2 separate regions of the Gossypium arboreum genome follow, and region 1 is linked to region 2. Evidence: chromatin contacts called from public Hi-C data. All regions are on one chromosome and are shown on one strand. Each heading gives the region's core, a stretch centred on a gene start, on an enhancer-like site or on the middle of the called end of the contact. The rest is flanking DNA. Distances are from core to core; before and after follow the strand shown. Region 1 holds the start of LOC108460842 (two-component response regulator-like PRR37). Region 2 has its middle 18 kb from the start of LOC108459098.

Evidence for each region. A called contact is a pair of places that touch in the nucleus more often than the background predicts.
Region 1: a Hi-C map of leaf shows a contact between it and region 2, with 4 times the contacts expected there. The contact joins the promoter of LOC108460842 here to the enhancer-like site in region 2. A contact is called at or near these places in 2 of 5 Hi-C or Micro-C datasets (both in leaf).

Annotation. Positions count from the first base shown.
Region 1 is chr4:35,554,703-35,561,651 of ASM2569848v2, forward strand. It overlaps LOC108460842 (two-component response regulator-like PRR37), which reads left to right and starts at 5,114. Exons shown (of 9, transcript XM_053027117.1): 1 at 5,114-5,416; 2 at 6,301-6,341. The coding sequence starts at 5,379.
Region 2 is chr4:35,521,146-35,528,640 of ASM2569848v2, forward strand. No RefSeq gene overlaps it. Among protein-coding and RNA genes, the nearest start is that of LOC108459098, 18 kb to the left of the region's middle. Within about 2 kb of position 3,131, at least 2 of the 2 cell types and tissues checked have an H3K27ac peak or open chromatin away from gene starts, as enhancers often do. A contact at or near this core is called in leaf, where this site is marked.

The DNA.
Region 1 (6,949 bases), core at 3,864-6,363, 36 kb after region 2:
TAGCCAATAATACTTAATAATTATCTTTTAATTTTGCCATTTTATATATAAAGAAAGGTTAAAATATACCATAAGTCTCTATATTCTTCATAAATTTAGAATCTAGTCTTTGTACTTTTCAGATTTCAAAATTTAGGTCTAATTGTTAAAACTGTTACATATTTTTATTAACTTTATTGGTATGACATTATGAAATTAAAAAAAACACTTAGTAGTCATGTAAATAAAAAATATTTTAATAAACATGAATTTAACAGAATAATTTTAACAATCTCTACAGTTAGGCATAAATTTTAAAATTTAAAAAGTAAATAGACAAAATTCCTAAAAATAAAAATATAATAACTAAATTCGGATTTTTGAACAATACAAAACTTATATAATATATTTTAACCTAAAAATATTTTGTTTCTATAATAAAAATACAAAACTTTAAGTGGTTTACAATAAGTAGGTAATTAGATTTATTTTAAAATTACGTCTTCTAATTATATATTAACTTAATCGACCAATTTTACGTGATTTTATTATATTTTTCTAACCTTCTTCTAACTATATAAAAATTTAGGTTCCAATTATTAAAGTAGAGAGATGTATTAATATGAAATAAAGAAAATATAATTTCTCCCAAGAATAACATTTAGATTATTTTTCTTACATTTCATTTTAGAAGTAAAGAATAATAACAAGTATTTTTCACAATAATATAATTTAGATTATTATTTTACCTAAAAGATAAGAGGATGTGGGTTCAAGATATTGAAGTATATTTATCCTCTTATGTAAAGGTTGGTGAAGAGTTATAGGTAGTTCTAGTCATTGTTTAAAAATCGAGTATTGGAGTTAATTGCATTAGAAGTCCCAAAACTATGTTCGTCATTTTAAATTAGTCTCAAAACTTCAAAATATTCTAATTATACCTTAAACTATTGAGATTATATCAATAAGGTCATTCCGCTATTAACACCTCTATTTTAATTAGTAAATGACATGCCAAAGTTTATATGGTATAATTTAAAATGAAAACTTAAATTAAAATACCAAAATGTGAAGAAAAAATTAAAAATTAACACACAATTTAAAAGTAAAGAAAAGGAAAAAAATCAACGACAAAATTTTCTTTTGTTGTTGTTTTTAAAGTTATGCTACATTGTTTTAGTTTTATTTTAATTTTTCATTTAGCTTTTTCTTTAACATTTTATTTTTCTTAAAATTTTCATTTAGAACTAAGTCACATAAGACCCGACACGTTATTCAATAGTTAAATTAATAGTTTTAGTAACAAAAAGATCTAATTGATATAACTTCAATAGTTCAAGGATGAAATTAATAGGTTTTGAAGTTTAGAGATTAATTTAGAATAATAATCATAGTTTGGGGACCTCTAATGCAATTAACTCTATGTATTGAGACCTTAGGAAAATTCACAAATATAATATTTGTTTTTCAGTTTTATATAATGAATTAATAAAAATTTAATGATTTTATTAAAATTTTAGGAGATTCCTCAAGTAAAAGTATAAATTAAAGTTTTATTTCTCAAATTTATCTTAATAAATTATAGCAATCAATTTAAATCAAGCAAAAGTTATATTTTTGATTCATTAAATTTTATACATTTCTTCTAAATATATACATGTTGACATTATGTTGTTGCAAAACCATATTATTTTTAATGTTTTTATTAGGGGTGAAATCAAAATTTTTTAGTAAGGTTGAAATTAATTATAATATTTTTATAGATCAAAATATAAATTTATTATATATAAAATTATAATTTTATCATTTTAAAGAGACTAAACAATTTTTTTTATTTTTAGGGTTAAAGTGTAATTTTACTATATTAATTTATAATTTATTTATTTTATATTGGGCTTAATTGAAAATTTTTATTTTAGAAATAATAAAGTGCAATTTTCACTATATATTAATTTATAAATTTTCTATTTATAAGAGGACTAAATTAAAAAAATTATTTTTGGGAGTCCAGGGCCCTGTTTAACCCTCAAATTCGTCTCTATCTTTATGGTTATCCCATAAATACTTCGTAACTTCTTTTTGTTATTACAATCAAAGTTTTATATTCAAAGGAAAGAGGTGGTATACAAGCATAAGGCCACAAGCTACAAGGCTTTTGAACAATTGGCGAAAGTAGAGATTTTAAGTCTAAAGTATCTAAGTTTGAGATTTATTATATGTAATTATATGTGTGGATACATGAGTCCATTATATATTATTGTTATGTGTGAGTTTTAGTTCAAATAGTCAATTATAATTTGGATTATTTCAATTCTTAATTTATTTCTATTGTAATTATTTAATTTTACACTTATTAATCCATTTATAATGTAATAATTTAATTTTACACTTTATAATTATTTGAATATATACTTATATTTATATTTTAGTTCTAGTTGTAATGTTTAAAAAATCAAACCACAATTTTTTTACCAACAAAACTTCAACTCATGAAATTTACCATCACTAGACAATAACATATTTTATAATATTGATAATCATATATATAAAAATTTTGTTTTAAAATAGTTGTTTGAGTTCTAAAATATTTTAAAATAAAATTTATATATAGTTTTCTTGTCATTAATATATTATTATTAATTTTAAGTGATAAACCGCTTTAAACGTGATGCATTAAATTATGATTAAAAATTAAAATTATAATCTTAATATAAATAAAAAAACAATATAATTGTATACAACAATAAGATATAATAACAGTAAAAATTTATTTAAAAAACATATTTTAAATATAAAATTTTCTATATATTTAAAACACATCATCATCAACCTTGAGAGTCTAACTCTTAAAGTTGAAAATAATCATCAAACTTAATATAACATCAACTTATAATAGAAAAAGTAACTATTTTTTTTAAAAACTTTTAGGGAAATAAAAAGTTTTAACTTTTTTTATTTTATCCAAAACGATTTTGGTACACCAAAAATGTGTATCTGGCAACAGAAACATTCTGTTTTGATTTTATTCTTTTAAAAATGTAAACTTTTCGGAAACGGGGAGATATGATATGTCTGGTATTAAAAATTGAAAACATTTAAATTTTCTCGCATCGCATTAAAAAGTCGACCTAAAGGACAATAAAATGAAGCAAGAAAAAAAAAAAACCTTAGAATCTTTAATTTTTCATTTTCCAACGACCCATTACACATGAAAAAAATGTCTTTTATATATGGGAAACGTGAAGGGGTTATTTGGAACATCAACCCTAACTGTTTTTAATTTGTTTTATAAAAGGTTTTCGTCTTTCTAATTTTCTCATTTAGTCTCATAAATTAAAATATTATCTAATTTTAGAAATATGTTAATATTATTAACTATTTTTGTCCCTAAAATTTTTATGTTACTTAAGAACAAGAATTTATCTTATTTAATTTTTATTTTTGATCAATTAATTTTACTTTTAATTTCTAATATCATGCTTTTATGAAATTAAATAATTAGAAATAAAAAAAAATTGCGAGTTAACCTCATACCCATTTAAATGTAGCAGATAACAACTGGGCTTGAGAATTGATGTGTATTCTAATCATAAGAGCTAGTAATTGCCGATATGCTCATGATCATGGAAGCAGTTGTGAGTTTTTTTCTTAAATTTTAAATTTGAATGAATACAAATATTTTTTATAAATATAATAAATTATATTTATTTAAATATTGATAAAATAAGTGATTTTCAAATATATTATTTTTAAAAACTTAATAAAAACTATAATAGTTGTCGAATTATTTGAACATTATAGTGTCCAAATTTTATATTTTATAAAGTGTTTTAAATTATTTAAACATTGGTTGAAATTAAATAATTTTCTAATATACAAACTTATTATTAAATTTTGGCTTAAACTTTATATAAATTTATTTAGTTTGTAATTTATACATGTTGTTAATATAAACAATCATTTAATATCATTTAAATCTTAGTTTTTTTAGAAATTTTATTGTAAATAAAACTATGTCTCACATTAAATTATTTTGTTTAATATATAATTATATTTTTATTAAAATATTAATAAAAATGAAATATATTTTATTTAACACATAACCTTCCATATAAAATAGTTGTCAATACTATTTAAATTTCAATTTTTTCCCATAAAATCTATACATGTAATATATTCAAATATCATAAATATATTATATTCCAAATAATTTATATATACAATCAATCCAAATGCGAAGCAAACTAAATAATTTTATATTTTAAATTATAATAAGATTTAATTACATTCATTAATTAAAGAAGAACAAAGATAAATATAAAATTACAATCAATTGCATATTAATAATTTAATATTAAAACTAATTAATTAAACAATATATAATAAATAAAATGTAAGAAATTAGTAATATTTTATTTAAATTATAATATATTAATATTAATATAATATTAATATTTTTATTATTATTTTAATATTAAATATTTTAAAATGAAATAAAATTAATATAATTGATTTTAAAATAGTTAAATATTTTTAAAAGTATTTTGTAATTACATGTCTCTTCAATTTATTAATAATTTGTTAAAGAAATTCATTAAAATTTTAAAAAACTATATTATAAATTTAATATATATAAATACAAACTAGTTATATAAATATAAAGATTATAAATAATTTTGTAATATTAAATGTTTAATATTTTTATATCATTTAATCCAAGGTGCCAGTGAAGATATGTATTCGCTGATTGGCAAAACCCTAGAACTGACAGGTAAAATCCAAAATATTTAAGGGTATTCTCGTCATATGGATTGTAAAGATGTCGTCATTAGTTTCAATAACCCGGCCAATGGCCTAATGAGCTATGCATACAGTGGTCACTTGGAAAACGACGTCGTCCAACTTTTACCGTCTCCTCAAATTCCCCAAGCATCATTAACTCATCGCACAACGTGCCACGTGTCCCTTTACACGATTCAGTGAATCGCCGAAGATCCACCACAAAACTACTGACAGCCAAGCTTTAAATCTCGGTTCCACGTCATCAGATTTAGTCCCACGTGGTTTGCTGACATGCCGTTACTTCGAGCCGTTACTTAAGCCACATGATCTCCACGTCATCAATATAATATCTTTTTTATTTTATGTATCTTCATCGTTTTTTTTTTTACTCTTACAATCTTTGGCCTTCGCCGTTTCTCAACCAGTCAAGCCATATTTTTTTTCCCTCAAAATCTTCTTTTGAAATTTAGAATTTTTTCTTTTTATTATTTATTAAATAAAACCCCTAGTTTTTTAATGTGCTTTGAGTAACTAGAAGCGAGATTTGGAGTGTTTTTTTTCCTCTGAAATTTTCATTGTTTTTAGCTTTTGAAAATTTCGACCGTTAAGAGAATGGGATGAGGAATGAGGATCGATCTGAAACGAGTTCCGAAAGGTAAATAATTGCAGCATTTTTTTAAAAAAATTCAAATATATTTTTTGTTAACAATTTTCTCGGTTTCTGGGGTTTCTTTTGCTATTGGAAGACTAACTTTTTTTTTTTTTAATTTCCTTTTTCAATTTTCCTGAAACTGGGTTTGAAATTACAGATGTTAGTTTCATTTGTAATTGTTTATTAAATCTGTATTTTTTCTTTCATTTGATTATAATTTTTTTTTATGTTGTTCAAAATTCAATCTTTTAGTTTTTTTTCTTTTTCCAGTGGAAAATAAGAATAGCTTCTTTTTTTCTTTCTTTAACCCTGCCCCCGGGAGAACAAAGAGCAAAAAGAGAAGGCATTGGAGCATTTATTTGAATAAAGAGTTATTCAATTCATCAAAGTTATTTGAATCGACTTGCTTTTGAATGTTTCAGCTAGTTTTCTTCTTTATTTCTTCATTGCAACCATATTTTTTTTTCATTTTTATTCGATATTTTTTTCGTTCTTGTCATCATAGAAAATTGGTGCTGTTTTCAACTATACTGACGTAAAAATTGAGAATTATGGTCAGTACGATTCTTGGACTGTAAGAAATTTGGGGAAAAAAAATCTGGAAATCGAAATTTCAAGTTTTTTTCTTTTGGTTGTTTAATTCAGTTTTTGCAGTCTGTTTTAATTTGAATACTTTGAATTAACCATATTGAGGATTTAAATTTCGATTTCATTTTCTTTTTGTGCATATAATTTCAATTTATAAACGTTTCTAGTTTCTTTATATTTCTTTTACTTCGTTAAACATTACGAAAAACGATTATTTTATGAGAAGTGCATTCTATTGCTACATTATTATTATTATTATTTGAATTTTTATGTTGCTTTTTTTTTATATATATTTGCAGAAGAACAAAAAAACTGAAGTTTCTTGAATCACAAGCTGAATGTAAGTATTTGATATTTCAATTTTCTTGACATTTCTACCTAATTGTCTGAAACTGAAAAATATGAATTTGTATGCCGTGGAAATGGAGCAGTACAACCTAACTTAAAGGATTCTTTCCTATGATACTCCGACTCTTTATTTTTCTTGAGTACTTGTCTTTGTTGTGATACATATTTGGACATAGGTGTCACCTTTCAAAGATCATCCAAACCTTAAACCCATGCTTTATTGTTGAGTTGAATGGATTTGAATTTATTGGGTTTAGTAGTAAGATGAGAGCAAGTGTTATATGATAGTTTACATGGCTGTTATATGTGGCTGAGATCTAATGCCAAATCTTTTATTTGTTAAATTCCGTATGGTTTCGTGAAGGTTTATGTTTTTAGAAGTTTGTATTTGAAGACAATGGGATGTGCAAGCTCGTTCTCAGAATAGAGGAACCAACTCAATCCGGCTCCTTCCTCGTTATCGGTCTTTTGAATCCGGTTGATGGGGATAGTTCAAGTGAATAATAATGGAAATAGCAATATAATCTGTTTACCAAAAAAGAAAAGAAGAAGAAGAAGAAGAAGAAGAAGAAGAAGAAAAGAAAAGAAATAGCAGTATAA
Region 2 (7,495 bases), core at 1,881-4,380:
AAGGTTACAAGGCCATGTGGCTAGGCCGTTTAATAGCCTGATGTCATGTGGGAAACGAGAAATTACCCTACAAGAGAGACACGGTCATGTGGCAGGCTGTGTGACTCATGAAATCCCTAAGTCCTACATGTACACATGGTTGTCTGGTAGTCATGTGGTTCACCTGTGTTGTCCACACACCTGTATGAATGACCGTGTGACCCTATACCTATACACGATCACCACCGATTCACTTAGAAAAGGCACACACCTTTCACCATGGGTCCGGCTGACGTTCCTCATGTCCAATTTTGGTTTGATTCACCTAAATCTAGTCCTTCAAATGACATTTGCACATGAATTAACAGTTGGTTTCAAGATTTTGAAAAGTTTTTCAAAATTTTGGCAAGAACCAGAAAATATTGATTAATCAAATGAAATATTAGCACCGTATAGTAATATTACAAAAATATGGGATCTAATCATTGAAACGAGGTGTATTTATCATTTCTTGGCAAGGATATGGACACTATTAATTGAAATTACAAAACTGATAGAAAAATGATTGAACGGGGGATGACTTGAAGCGAGAAATCAAAATAATTATTAGCAATTAGGATGAAAATATGGTGTAAAAAAAAGAAAAAAATAAATATAAAAGATAAAGAGAAATTTTACTAGAATTTAAAAAGAGGCAAATGGTTAAATAGGTAGGGTTTGAAACCTTTGGGGTGACAGTTGCAAATTCTTCAATTTTACCAAAATTAAAAGGAAAATGGGAGGGGAAAGAGGAAGCTCAAACCTAGGACCACTAAGATAGAGGATAACGTTTAATCATTGGGCCTATCACCCATTTCTTGTTTATTTTTAATTCCTAACCATATATATTTCGAATGTGACTTTACCCTAGGTTGCCCAAAATAAAATGGGAGGAAGGGAACTCGAACTTGGGTCTATAGGGTGGATTCACTAACACTTAGCCATTAAGCCTAATTCATTTCTTATTTAACCATTTCAATTAACCCCTTATATTTCGGGGCATGACATAAACAATCTTGTGTGTTCATTATTTATTTTCTTTACTTGTTTATTGCAGTGGCAACCGAAATGGTCACTACAATTAAACACTTCCATTTAACATTCAATTTAAAAAACAATTAATAGTTGTTAGGTTGCAACAAAATCATCGACATTGAAATAGGTAGGAGGAGAGAGTTGAGAATTTAATAAGAAAAAAATCATATTGTTAGAGGGAGAAGAGATTAATTAAGACAGATATAATTATTAGAGGAAAAAAATAAAAGAAATATTTTTTAATCAAAAACATGTTTTAGCGTAGATTGAATTTTGATACAATAGTTTGAAAAAGATGTAAAATATTTTAGTTTTACATTGGTGTAAGTAGATCCCTACCCATATATATGAAACCTTATTGAATAGGGATTCATTTACACCGATTTAAAATTAAAGTAGTTAGTTTTTTGTGATTTGATAATAGAATATGCTTTAAAGGATTCTGGAAAACAAAAAGATAATCGAAAACGGAGAGAATCCTGGTGCTGGAAAATCTATCGCAGAGGAGTTGATCCCTAAGAAAGTTCGATTTAGAAAGGAAGATGGAGATTCGAATAACGACATGATGATCGATCTGACTTCGGAGCAGCCCCTTTCGTGGAAAGATAAACTTTTCGGTTAACCATCAAAGAATGACACTATTAGATCGGAAGGAAAAGAGGATTTTGTTATTCTAGACGGCGACATTCAGAAATATTTTGTGAATGGAGTGCCTTCTATAACTTTCTCGGATAGGATTCACCAATTTCTAATTCAAGATATGGAGAATACCGTGATTTTAAAATTGCTTGGCCGTAATATTGGTTTTTCAGTTTTACAGAATAAATTATATAATCTGTAAAGACTATCAACAACCCTACATATGTTGGATATTGAGAACGGATATTTTCTGGTTAAATTCCAAAATAAGTTGGATTGTGAAATGGCTCTTTCTGAAGGCCTTTGGATCATCTTTGGACAATACTTGACGGTTCAGCCTTGGACGATATCTTTTGACCCCTCACAGGCATATCCAAGCATTATGAAGGCGTGGATCAGATTTCATGGCTTACTAGGTTACTTATACAACCATAAAATTATTACTGAGATAGGAGGGATGGTTGGCAAAGTGGTTAAACTCGATATGAAAACTGATAGTAGAGCTAGAGGGTGCTTTGCTAGAATGTCAGTTTATGTTGATTCGGACAAGCCTTTGGTTTCCCAAATCTTGATCAATGGCCGAAAACAGAATGTGGAATATGAGTATCTATCCACAATTTGTTTTAATTGTGGGAGATATGGTCACGTAGAAAACTCTTGTACTTTCAAGAATTCAGGTGTCACCGGGGAAAATAATTTTACTCCGCATGAAGAGTCACCGGAGATTCAAAAAATGACTAGAGATAGCTCGGGGAAGAAGGTTGAAAATTACGGACTATGGATGATCGTTGAAAGAAAATCAAGGCGGAAATTTAGAGAGAATGCACAAACTCCTTCAGCAAATCAAGAGACTGGAAAAGAAGGATCACGTTTTAGAATCCTTAATAATCGGGAATCCCATAAAAATGTTAATAAGGGTGATATGTTTGATTCTAGACGTAATAAAGGGAAAGAAATAATCAATGGAAACTATACCAGGAAAGATGTTGGCTCTTTTCAAAATGGACGAATTGATTTAGGCAAGAAAAATAATAATAACGGTCAGGTTAAGGGGGTAGGCCGTTTTATTAATAATGGCCCGAGTACTAATGAGGAAAGTGGGCCAATCTCTGGATCCAGCTTGAATTACAACAGGACTAAGGAAATCTTATCGGATTTTAAGAAGCAGACCAGCTTTTTGGGCCTTGGAGATATCTCGGATGCTCAGGCCCAAACTACTTTGGACCAGCCTGGATCTGTCATTATGGCCCAACATAAATCTGTTGTTGCTGGCTACAGTAGCAGTCCTATTGCGATGGTAGACGAGCGACCGCCTTCTACCATTGAAATGGGTCTTCTTCTTGCAGACAATACTAGATCGGTTCAGGTTTCTCTGGTTCTAGAAAGGCGTAACAAAAAGGAATAGGGAGTGGCAGTGGGAAGTCTTGATTCTGGAAGACACACGGCGGTGGTTTTCCATGAAACCTCGAACCCTAACAAATCTACTACTCATCCAAACAGCAGTAAAAGGTTAATTCCGGTGAGTACCTCCGGTTCAGGAAATGGATTCGATACTAGAAGAAAAGGAATTTCTAAGAAATGCAACAAAGCTCTCCATGGGAATAACACTCGATTCACATTCACTGGTTTACAACGGGTGTCTCTGAAGGAGTCGATGAAACAAATTGCTGAAATTCTGTCGGACTCTTCCAATACCAATTTAGACTCAGTGTTACCCAATGAATTGGATGAGCAAAATGAGGGGAGTTTTCTCCTTGGACAGTAAGCTCTTAAGGTTTTCTTTGGTTTTCTTATTTTTTAATTTTCCTTTTTTTAATTATTTTATTAGATTTTGGAAATTGTTATATTTTATTTTGTTTAATTTTCTTTTTATGATTATGGGATTAAATCTAAAAATATTTACATGGAACTGTCATGGATGTGTTAGCAGGAATTTTATTCATGCCTTTTGAGAATATAATGAGGAGCACAAGTCAGATATTGTCTGTTTGGTTGAACCGAGAGTGAGTGGCAACAAGGCCAATGATATTATTGAGAAATTAGGATTTAATTTTTCGCATCGGGTTGAAGTAGTGGGGTTTTTAGGTGGTATCTGGGTGGGGTGGAAGGATTCTATTCACATTAGAATCATTCAAAACCATCCACAATTTATTTTTTTAAGTGTTGATAATCTTATTCCCGATAAATCCATTCTCATTTCTTTTGTGTATGGTAGTCCAGATAGGTCTAAACGGAACCTCCTCTGGAAAGGTTTACAATCCATCACTCCTAATAATTTCACCCATTGGCTTGTTATGGGAGATTTTAATGCGATCTTATCTCCTGCTGATAAAAAGAGCCCTTCTACTATTGGTAAGCGTTGTAATTTTTTTGGTAATTTTGTTTACTCATGTGAGTTGCAGGACTTAGGCTATAGCGGCCCCCTTTCATTTGGCAAAGAGGTGGTACTTTAGTCAGACTGGATAGGGCATTCGCAAATGAAACTTGGTTGACTACATTCCCCTAATGTTTAGTACATCACCTCACCCGTATCAAGTCGGATCATTGGCCTCTTTTATTGTTTACTAGACCAGATTTTTGCACTCCTAAAGGCAGGCTTTTCAGATTTTTAGCAGGATGGACGAAGTATAATGACTTTTCCAATTTTTTCAGATGCAAGGGGAATTTTGCAAGTAATATGAGTGACTCCTTAAATAATTGTACTTTTTCTGTTAAAGATTGGAGCAGGAATGTGTACGGCTTTTTGGGTACTCGCAAGAGGAACCTAATGAGATCGCTTAACAATATTCAAAAGGCTTTAGAACATTCTGGCTCCGCTCATTTAGCTAAAAAAAAGATGGAAGTTCGGGACGAGTTGGAAAACGTCCTTGATCATGAGGATTTGCTTTAGAGACAAAGGCTCGATGCGATTGGCTGCAATTAAGGGATCAAAATACCAATTTTTTTCATAGTCGCACTGTTAAAAGAAGGAAATTTAATCGAGTCACATCCTGCGTATTGAGAATGGAGAATGGTGCTCTGTCCAAGATATTTTGCGTAATAAGACGGTGGAATTCTTTGAAAATCTTTATGGTGAGGCCTCTCCCATTTTGAAAGATATTCCTAGTAGTGGATTCCCTTGTCTTAATCCTTCAGAGATTACTTTTCTGGAGTCATCTATTACTAATGAGGAGATTAAAGTGGCGTTGTTTGACATGGCCCCATTGAAAGCCCCTGGAAGTGATGGCTTTCATGCTCACTTCTTTCAAAGCCAGTGGAATGTACTTGGAAAGGATGTCTGTCAATGGGTTAAGGATGTCTTTGATGGAAAGCAGATTGAGCCAAATTTGAACAATACATTGATTATGCTCATACCTAAAAAGGATAGTCCTGATGATTTTAGTCACTTTCGGCCTATCAGTTTATGTTCTGTTCTGTATCAGCTAGTAATGAAAGTGACTGCAAACCGGTTTAAGGTAATTTTTCCTAAACTGATTTCTCAGGAACAAGCTAGATTCATAGCTGGAAGAAACATTTCTGATAATATCATCATAGCGCAAAAAGTTATTCATTCTATGAGGTGCAATTGAAAGGAGAGAAAGTGGATGGCCATTAAACTGGACTTGGAGAAGGCATATGACAGGGTAAGTTGGGAGTTTATTAGTGCTTCTTTATCAGCAGTTGAGATTCCTTTGTTTTTACTTAGTGTGATTATGTCAGCCATATCTACTTCCACCATGCAAATTCTTTAGAATGGACCTCCTACGCAAAAGTTTAAATCGGTTAGAGGAATCAGTCAGGGATATCCTCTTTCGCCCTATCTTTTTGTGCTTTGCATGGATTGGTTGGGCCATTTTATTTGTACTGAAATGGAAGTTGGTAATTGGGACCCAATTTGACTCTTCCGTACAGGACCTGAGATATCTCATTTGTTCTTCGCTGACAATTTGGTGATTTTTGCAAAGCTCAGGTTGACCAAGCTCGGTTATTAGACAGTATCCTTTCTCAATTCTGTAGGATTTCGAGGCATAAAATTAGTGTAAGAAAGAGCAGTATTTTCTTCTCCAAGTACATTGGAGTTGACGTTCGCAATCAAATTAGCCAATTGATTGGTTTTCAGGAAGTTCAGAATCTTGGCACCTATTTAGGTGTTCCTTTTCTGCACGATAGGGTATCCAAGAATACTCTGAATTTTGTGGTTGATAAGATCAGGAGGAAATTGCAAAGTTGGGATGCCAGGAAGTTATCTTTTGCTGGTAGAATCACCTTAGGTCAATCGGTACTTCTCTCCATTCCTAACTACTTTATGCAATCATTAATGATTCCGAAAGGTGTTTGTGCTGATATAGAAAGACTGGTGAGGCAATTTATTTGGGGTTGCACTGAGGGGCAATTCAAAATGGCCTTAGTTGGATGGGATGCTATTTGTCAGCCACGAGCTCGAGGTGGACTTGGATTTAGACATTTGAATGACCAAAATTCGTCATTCCTTATGAAGATTGGGTTTAGCCTTGTATCTAAATGTGATGTGTTTTGGGTGCGCGTTCTCTAATCCAAGTATGGTTGGAAAGATCAGCTTCCTGACTCTATTAGTAGGAATCAGTGCTCTCACTAATGGAGGTCGCTCTCTAAAATTTGGCCTCTTATTCGTGAGAATTTAGTATGGTATATTAGGGATGGGGCCAATGTTTGCTGTTGGAAAGACCATTGGATTCCAAGTATGGGCCCTTTAATATTAAAAATTCCATCTTTTACTAACCTTGATTTGGATTGTAGTATTAGGGAGATGGTTAATTTTGTTGGGAGCTAGAACCTAGACTTGTTTCGTGTTTGGGTTTCTGAAGAAGTGATTAGCAGAATCACTAGTATTCCTCCTCCACATCCGGATTTCGGTTCTGATAGAGTAGTATGGGCTCGTTCAGTGTCAGGAGCTTTCTCAGTTTGCTGTGCTTATTGGTCATTGAAAGGAGATACGTGAAACTCTCAAGAGGAGCATTGGAAGATTCGTTGGAAGTATCAAGAACCTCAGTGAGTTAGAGTTTTTCTTTGGTCGGCCTTTCAGCAAAGACTTCTTACTAATTCTGTACGAACTAGACGAGGAATTAGTCACATTAGTTTCTGTACCATTTGTGGGAATGATTTGGAAGATTTGGTGTACGTTGTTCGAGATTGTCCCATTGCGAAAGATGTGTGGATGACAGTGATTCCGGACCAGCTAAAACAAAGGTTTTTCTCTATTCCTTTTCAAGATTGGCTTATTCTTAATCTTTGTTTTCATGAAAAATTGCAGGGAAGCGGAGTCGCGTGGTCATGCCTGTTTGGTTTGATTGTTTGGAGAATCTGGAAGAATGGAAACTTATTCATCTTCTAGAATATTTCCTGGATAGCAACTGAAGTAGTAAAAGTCTCTAGCTGTTAGGCTCATCAATATGAATCACTTCATAGTGGTCATAAGAATAATTCTCAGAGTTCAATTTTCATTAATAATTTAGATGGTAGCTGGGTGTACTTGTCCACTGATGGGGCAGTGAGCAGAGATTTTGGGTATGCTGCAACAGGGGGTGTGGCTCGAGATCATGAAGGAAATTGGATTGTGGGATTCAACCGTTTTTAGGTGTTTGCTCTCCGTTTGAAGCTGAAGTTTGGGGTATCCTAGATGGAATCCTTATTTTGTTAAATAAAGGATTTAGACGGATCATCATTCTGATTTATAACCTTGAAGTCGCTCAAAATTTGTCTGCATTAAATTTGGAAGACTTAGGGATTGTGGTCTTTCGAAGAACTCAGCGTGTCATGCAATCGGAAGGGGAGTGGAAGATCGAAC